Linked DNA regions of Pan troglodytes: region 1 is linked to region 2. Evidence: chromatin contacts called from public capture Hi-C data. All regions are on one chromosome and are shown on one strand. Each heading gives the region's core, a stretch centred on a gene start, on an enhancer-like site or on the middle of the called end of the contact. The rest is flanking DNA. Distances are from core to core; before and after follow the strand shown. Region 1 has its middle 8.8 kb from the start of C20H20orf144. Region 2 has its middle 22 kb from the start of SNTA1.

Region 1 (2,700 bases), core at 166-2,665, 190 kb before region 2:
CATTGTGCCTCACCCCAGCCCCCAAGTCAGGGCCACCGTCCTCTCTGGCGTGGAAGACTGCAGCAACTTCTTTACCTGGCTCCCACCCCGTCCATTCCCTGTAAAGACACAGCCAGAGGCGGCTTTCGAAATGTTGCCATTTTGAAAAACGCACCTCTCTGGCCAAGACCCTTCAATGGCACCCACTGCCTTCAGCATCAAGGTCATAATTTCATGTCCTGGCAGCCAAGGCTGGGCCATTTACAACCCCAGTCACCCTGTCTGTGGCTTTTGTCCCAAGCCACCCGTCCGCCACAGAAACGCTTCCACTGTAAGGAGCAGGTGAGTGTCATTGTGCTGGGGCGCCTTTCCCAATCCTGCGCTGGGCACCTGCTTTGTGGCAGGTGCTGGGGATGATCAAATGTTCTGGGCTGGTGGCAGCACTCGGTCAAGGGCAGGCAGAGCCCTGAAGTCAGGAGAGCTCCGGGCTCATTGGCCAGCTGCCGCCCCCACCCTTCCACCCACTCCCTGCACCTGTCCTCTCCCCTTCCTCACACCTGCACCTGTGACTCACCTGTAACTATTCAAACCTGTCCCAGGGATTGGCTCAGTGCCAGGCCAGGCTGGAGATAGCAACAGTCTAGATGGTGGCCAATGCCCTACAGCTCTCCTAACAAGTCCCCTTAACACAGTCTCTTACGAGCCGAAAGGGACTGAGAATTAGGTGGTCTTCAAAAAATTATTCTCGAAACATACTACTTGAGCAGGACACCAGGCTCCACATAGAGTGCTGGACACAAAGATCAATCCTCAAAGAAACCACAGATTGGTGGGGAGAGAAACAGGTTATAGCAGCAACCAGTTTACAGGGGTGCCTTGGGTGCCAGGCCCTGTGCTAGGGGCTATACCCATGTTGTTGATTCCATTTTACCCTCGCAACACCCCAGAGGTATAGGCATCGTTAGCATCCCCAGCTTACAGAGGAAAAAGCTCAGTGAATAAGTGCCTTGCTCCGAGTCACGCAGGAGGGATCCACTCCCTGGCACCAACAGCTGCTAGCCATCAGGAGTAAACAGCGCTGGGAGAGGACACCCTCCGGTAGCAGAAACCCGCCCCAGCTGGAGGAGGTAGAGGCAGCTACACCAAAAGAAGGAACAATGCCAGGCCTCGGGGCCTGCAAAATGGCAGACGGGGCAGCAAGGACGAGCCCAGTGCGAGGGCCTGGGTGAGCCAGCCCTCAGAAGGTGGGGAGACTGATCCCCGATCACTTCTGGAACTCTGTAGGAGGAACCTAGCAAATATTAACTCATGGGGTGGAAAGGCAGCCTGAGAAAATGCTGATGCGAAGGGGAAGGAAAAGCTGCTGGTGTGTACTCTGGAAAGGAATCTGGCTTAGGGATGGTGGCAACCCAGGGGGAAAGTCCAGCTCTGTCCACAAGAGGGCTCCTGGCAGCAGGCAATGAAGCCCACCTGAGGAGTGGAGTGGGGACTGTTGCTGGTTCCCCCAAGCCTCTTGGAAGGAAGGCTAAGAAGGAGACATGCCTAATCGTGACCCTGACCCTGAAATACCAGCAGTCAGAAACAAGCAGAGACGGGCAAGAGACATGTTTGCTTCCCAAGATCCTATCCCCACCTCAGGACAGTGCCCTTTCTGCTGAGAAACACCAGTTAGCAGGCTCTTGGATGCTGCCCTTGGTAACACATGAAAAGGCTTTCCCTTCCTAACCTTCCAGAGGAACAGATCTTTCACAGTTCCCAATTATTTGTCTTTTTTCTTTTTTTTTTTTGCGATGGGGTCTTGCTCTGTCACCCAGGCTGGAGTGCTGGAGTGCAGTGGCATGATCTCGGCCCACTGCAACTTCTGCCTCCTGGGTTCAAGCGATTCTCCTGCCTCACTTTCCTGAGTAGCTGGGACTACAGGCTCCTGCCACCACGCTGGGCTAATTATTTGTATTTTTAGTAGAGGTGGGGTTTCACCATGTTAGCCAGGATGGTCTCGATCTCCTGACCTCGTGATCCACCTGCCTCAGCCTCCCAAAGTGCTGGGATTACAGGCATGAGCCACTGCGCCCGGCCTCTTTGCTCTCTTTCTGACAAAGGTAACGCACCACTAATTTTTTCTTTTTCAGGTTGATGTAATCTATTGGTGAATAACACATTATTTCAATGATTGTCATTTCCAGAATTCTATTTTCAAATCTGCCTAGTCATTTTCAGACTCTTTTTGCTCATTGTTTTTCAGTGCCATCTTCAGAGGTTTCATATTTTGTATTCTGTATCTGGTGTGCTTTTTTTTTTTTTGCTTTTTTTTTTTGAGATGAGTCTCTCTGTCGCCCAGGCTGGAGTGCAGTGGCGTGATCTCGGCTCACTGCAACCTCTGCCTCCCAGATTCAAGCGATTCTCCTGCCTCAGCCTCCTGAGTAGCTGGGATTACAGGCGCCTGCCACCACATTCGGCTAATTTTTGTATTTTTAGTGGAGATGGTTTCACCATGTTGCTCAGGCTGGTCTCAAACTCCGGACTTCATGATCTGCCCTCCTCGGCCTCCCAAAGTGCTGGGATTACAGGCGCGAACTGCTGTGCCCGGCCTGTATCTGGTGATTGTAATATCTGAAGTCCCAGGGGTTAAATCAATTATTGTTCCTGTTGACTTTGCTAACAATGGCTCATTTTCTTGAAGGTTCAGTAGTGTTTCCGGACAGCTTATAATTGGTTGACACA
Region 2 (2,700 bases), core at 5-2,504:
AATCCCAGCTACTTGGGAGGCTGAGACGGGAGAATGGCTTGAACCCGGGAGAATGGCTTGAACCCAAGAGGCGGAGGTTGCAGTGAGCTGAGATTGCACCACTGCATTTCAGCCTGGGTGACAGTGAGACTCTGTCTGAAAAAAAAAAAAAAAAAAAAAAAAAAAGAGCTTAGGAGTGCTCACCATTTGAGGAGAAGCTCTTGATACATTGAAGAGTAAAGTGTTGTCTGAAAAAGGGAAGTATTTGCCAAGGTGAACCAACTTCTTGCAAAAAAAAAAAAAAAATTGGTTTGCAAGAGTTTCCTGAGACAAACAGTGAGGCTATTTATTGGTTTACAGTCTTATCTTTCCAGGTAAGAATTTCTTGAAACAGTCAAATCTTGTTGACATAGAGGACCTCAGTTCTCAGCCTTAATCATTGAATATGATTGTCTCAGTTTTTATATTTATCCTGTTCCCTATTGATGGGCGCTTACTTTTTTTCTGGTATTTCACTATCACATGCTATGCTTCAATGACACCTTGTGCACAGGGGTGAGTTTCACTGGGGCCCCACCTAGAAGTGGAATTGCTGGGTAGTGAGACGTGAGTATCTTCAATTTTCCTAGGGTCCTAGATTCTTTCTAATCCATCTCCCTGCCTCCCAGAAGAGGAAAGCCTCTCTCCACGGCCACCACAGCAGACGGCAGGAACTGCCAGGGCTTTGCCCACACCGGCTGCTTGCCCACCCGCCTGCCCTCCCTTGTTCTGGCAGATTAATGGTGACCTGTGACCCTGACAGGCTGGCCACACTCCCGGCCAATTTCAGTCTGTCAAAAGGAGTCCCAGGGGTGGTCAGGGCCTAGGGATGTGTTAGCCAGATGGGCCTGGGAGGTCTCGGGTTGGCTTATCCCAGGAGGCAGAGCAGGTGGGCAGCCCTCAGCAACACCCCCCCAACATTCTCCTCATCATGCATCACTGGGCTGGAGCTGGAGCCAGATGGTGGGGATGGGGCGGCTTGCAGCTTCTGCCCTGACAAAGGATCCTCTATACTGCACCCCCACCCTGACCCTGACCAGCTTGGCTAGTCTAGTCTGTGGCTGCCCAATCACTCTCAGCCCTGGCCTGTCCCACCCCGGGGTGCCTTTCTGCTGAGATCTTCTCTTCCCGATCCTGTTTGTAGAGGAAGTCTGCAACGTTCCTGGAGACTCTTGGACTTGGAAACTCACTTATCATCAACTTGAGAGTGAGCAGGTAAAACCAAGGCAGCATGGCCCCGTGGTTATAACATGTCATAGATTCAAATGCAGTAATAGGATTAAGTGCAATGGGCCAGGTGGCAAACTGGTGTCTGGCTCTCAGTGAGCCCTCATCAACAGAGTCTCTGACTGCTATGAATGGGGAAACTGAGGCCTAGAGTGGAGGATGCTTGCAGAAGAGCCTCATGGTTAGGAGGTTAGGCTTGGGAGTCAGGCCTACCTGCGTTAATCCAGATCTGCTACTGAGAGTGAGTCCTTGGGCAGATCACCTAAGCTCTCAATTTCCCCAGCTGAAATGCAGCCCCATGAGGCCTCATCATAGAGAACAGTCCTGAGGATGAGGAAAGATAATGCAAGGAAGGCATCTGGCAGATAGTAAGGACTCAGTACATGCATCCTAAACCTCATCATCCTTGATTTTCTCCTTCCTTCTTTCTTTCTTTCCTTCCTTCCTTCCTTCCTTCCTTCCTCTCTCTCTCTTTCCCTCTCTCTCTCTTTCTTTCCTTCCTTTCTTTCTCTCTGTCTCTCTCTCTCTCTCACTCTCTGTCGCCGAGGCTGGAGTGCAGTGGCACGATCTCAGGTCACTGTAACCTCCGCCTCCCGGGTTCAAGTGATTCTCCTACCTCAGCCTCCCAAGTAGCTGGGACTACAGGTACTTGCCACCACACCTGGCTAATTTTTTGTATTTTTAGTAGAAACGGGGTTTCACCGTGTTAGCCGGGATGGTCTCGATCTCCTGACCTCATGATCTGCCTGCTTCGGCCTCCCAAAGTGCTGGGATTACAGGCATGAGCCATAGTGCCCAGCTTTCCTTCCGTCTTTCTTTCAAGATGAAGTCTCTCTGTTGCCCAGGCTGGAGTGCAGTGGCATGATCTTGGCTCACTGCAACCTCCGCCTCCTGGGTTCAAGTGATTCTCCTGCCTCAGCCTCTCATGTACTGGGATTACAGACGCCTGCCGCCATGCCCAGATAACTTTTGTATTTTTGGTAGAGACGGGGTTTTGCCATGTTGGTCAGGCTGGTTTTGAACTCCTGACCACAAGTGATCTGCCTGCCTCAGTCTCCCAAAGTGCAGGGATTACAGGTATGCGGGTATGAGCAACCATGCCCAGCCTTTTTTTTTTTTTTTTTTTTTTTTGAGACAGGGTCTCTTGGGCTGGGCGCGGTGGCTCACGCCTGTAATCCAAGCATTTTAGGAGGCCGAGGTGGGTGGATCACCCGAGGTCAGAAGTTTAAGACCAGCCTGGCCAACATGGTGAAACTGTGCCTCTACTCAAAATACAATAATTAGCCAGGTGTAGTGGCATGCACCTGTAATCCCAGCTACTCAGGAGGCTGAGGCTCAAGAATCACTTGAATCTGGGAGGTGGAATTTACAGTGAGCTGAGATGGTGCCACTGCACTTTAGCCTGGGTGACAGAGTGAGACTCTCTCTCAAAAAAAAAAAAAAAAAAGAGACAGG

What was found. Capture Hi-C pulls out chosen DNA fragments and counts their contacts.
Region 1: a capture Hi-C map of stem cell-derived neural stem cells shows a contact between it and region 2, with 10 times the contacts expected there. The contact joins two enhancer-like sites. A contact is called at or near these places in 2 of 7 Hi-C or Micro-C datasets (induced pluripotent stem cells and stem cell-derived neural progenitor cells), 1 of 1 datasets of contacts at active chromatin or transcription factors (stem cell-derived excitatory neurons) and 1 of 1 other capture datasets (stem cell-derived neural stem cells).

Annotation. Positions count from the first base shown.
Region 1 is chr21:39,861,121-39,863,820 of NHGRI_mPanTro3-v2.0_pri, reverse strand. No RefSeq gene overlaps it. Among named protein-coding and RNA genes, the nearest start is that of C20H20orf144, 8.8 kb to the left of the region's middle. Within about 2 kb of position 1,415, at least 8 of the 24 cell types and tissues checked have an H3K27ac peak or open chromatin away from gene starts, as enhancers often do. A contact at or near this core is called in stem cell-derived neural stem cells, where this site is marked.
Region 2 is chr21:39,674,250-39,676,949 of NHGRI_mPanTro3-v2.0_pri, reverse strand. No RefSeq gene overlaps it. Among named protein-coding and RNA genes, the nearest start is that of SNTA1, 22 kb to the right of the region's middle. Within about 2 kb of position 1,254, at least 9 of the 24 cell types and tissues checked have an H3K27ac peak or open chromatin away from gene starts, as enhancers often do. A contact at or near this core is called in stem cell-derived neural stem cells, where this site is marked.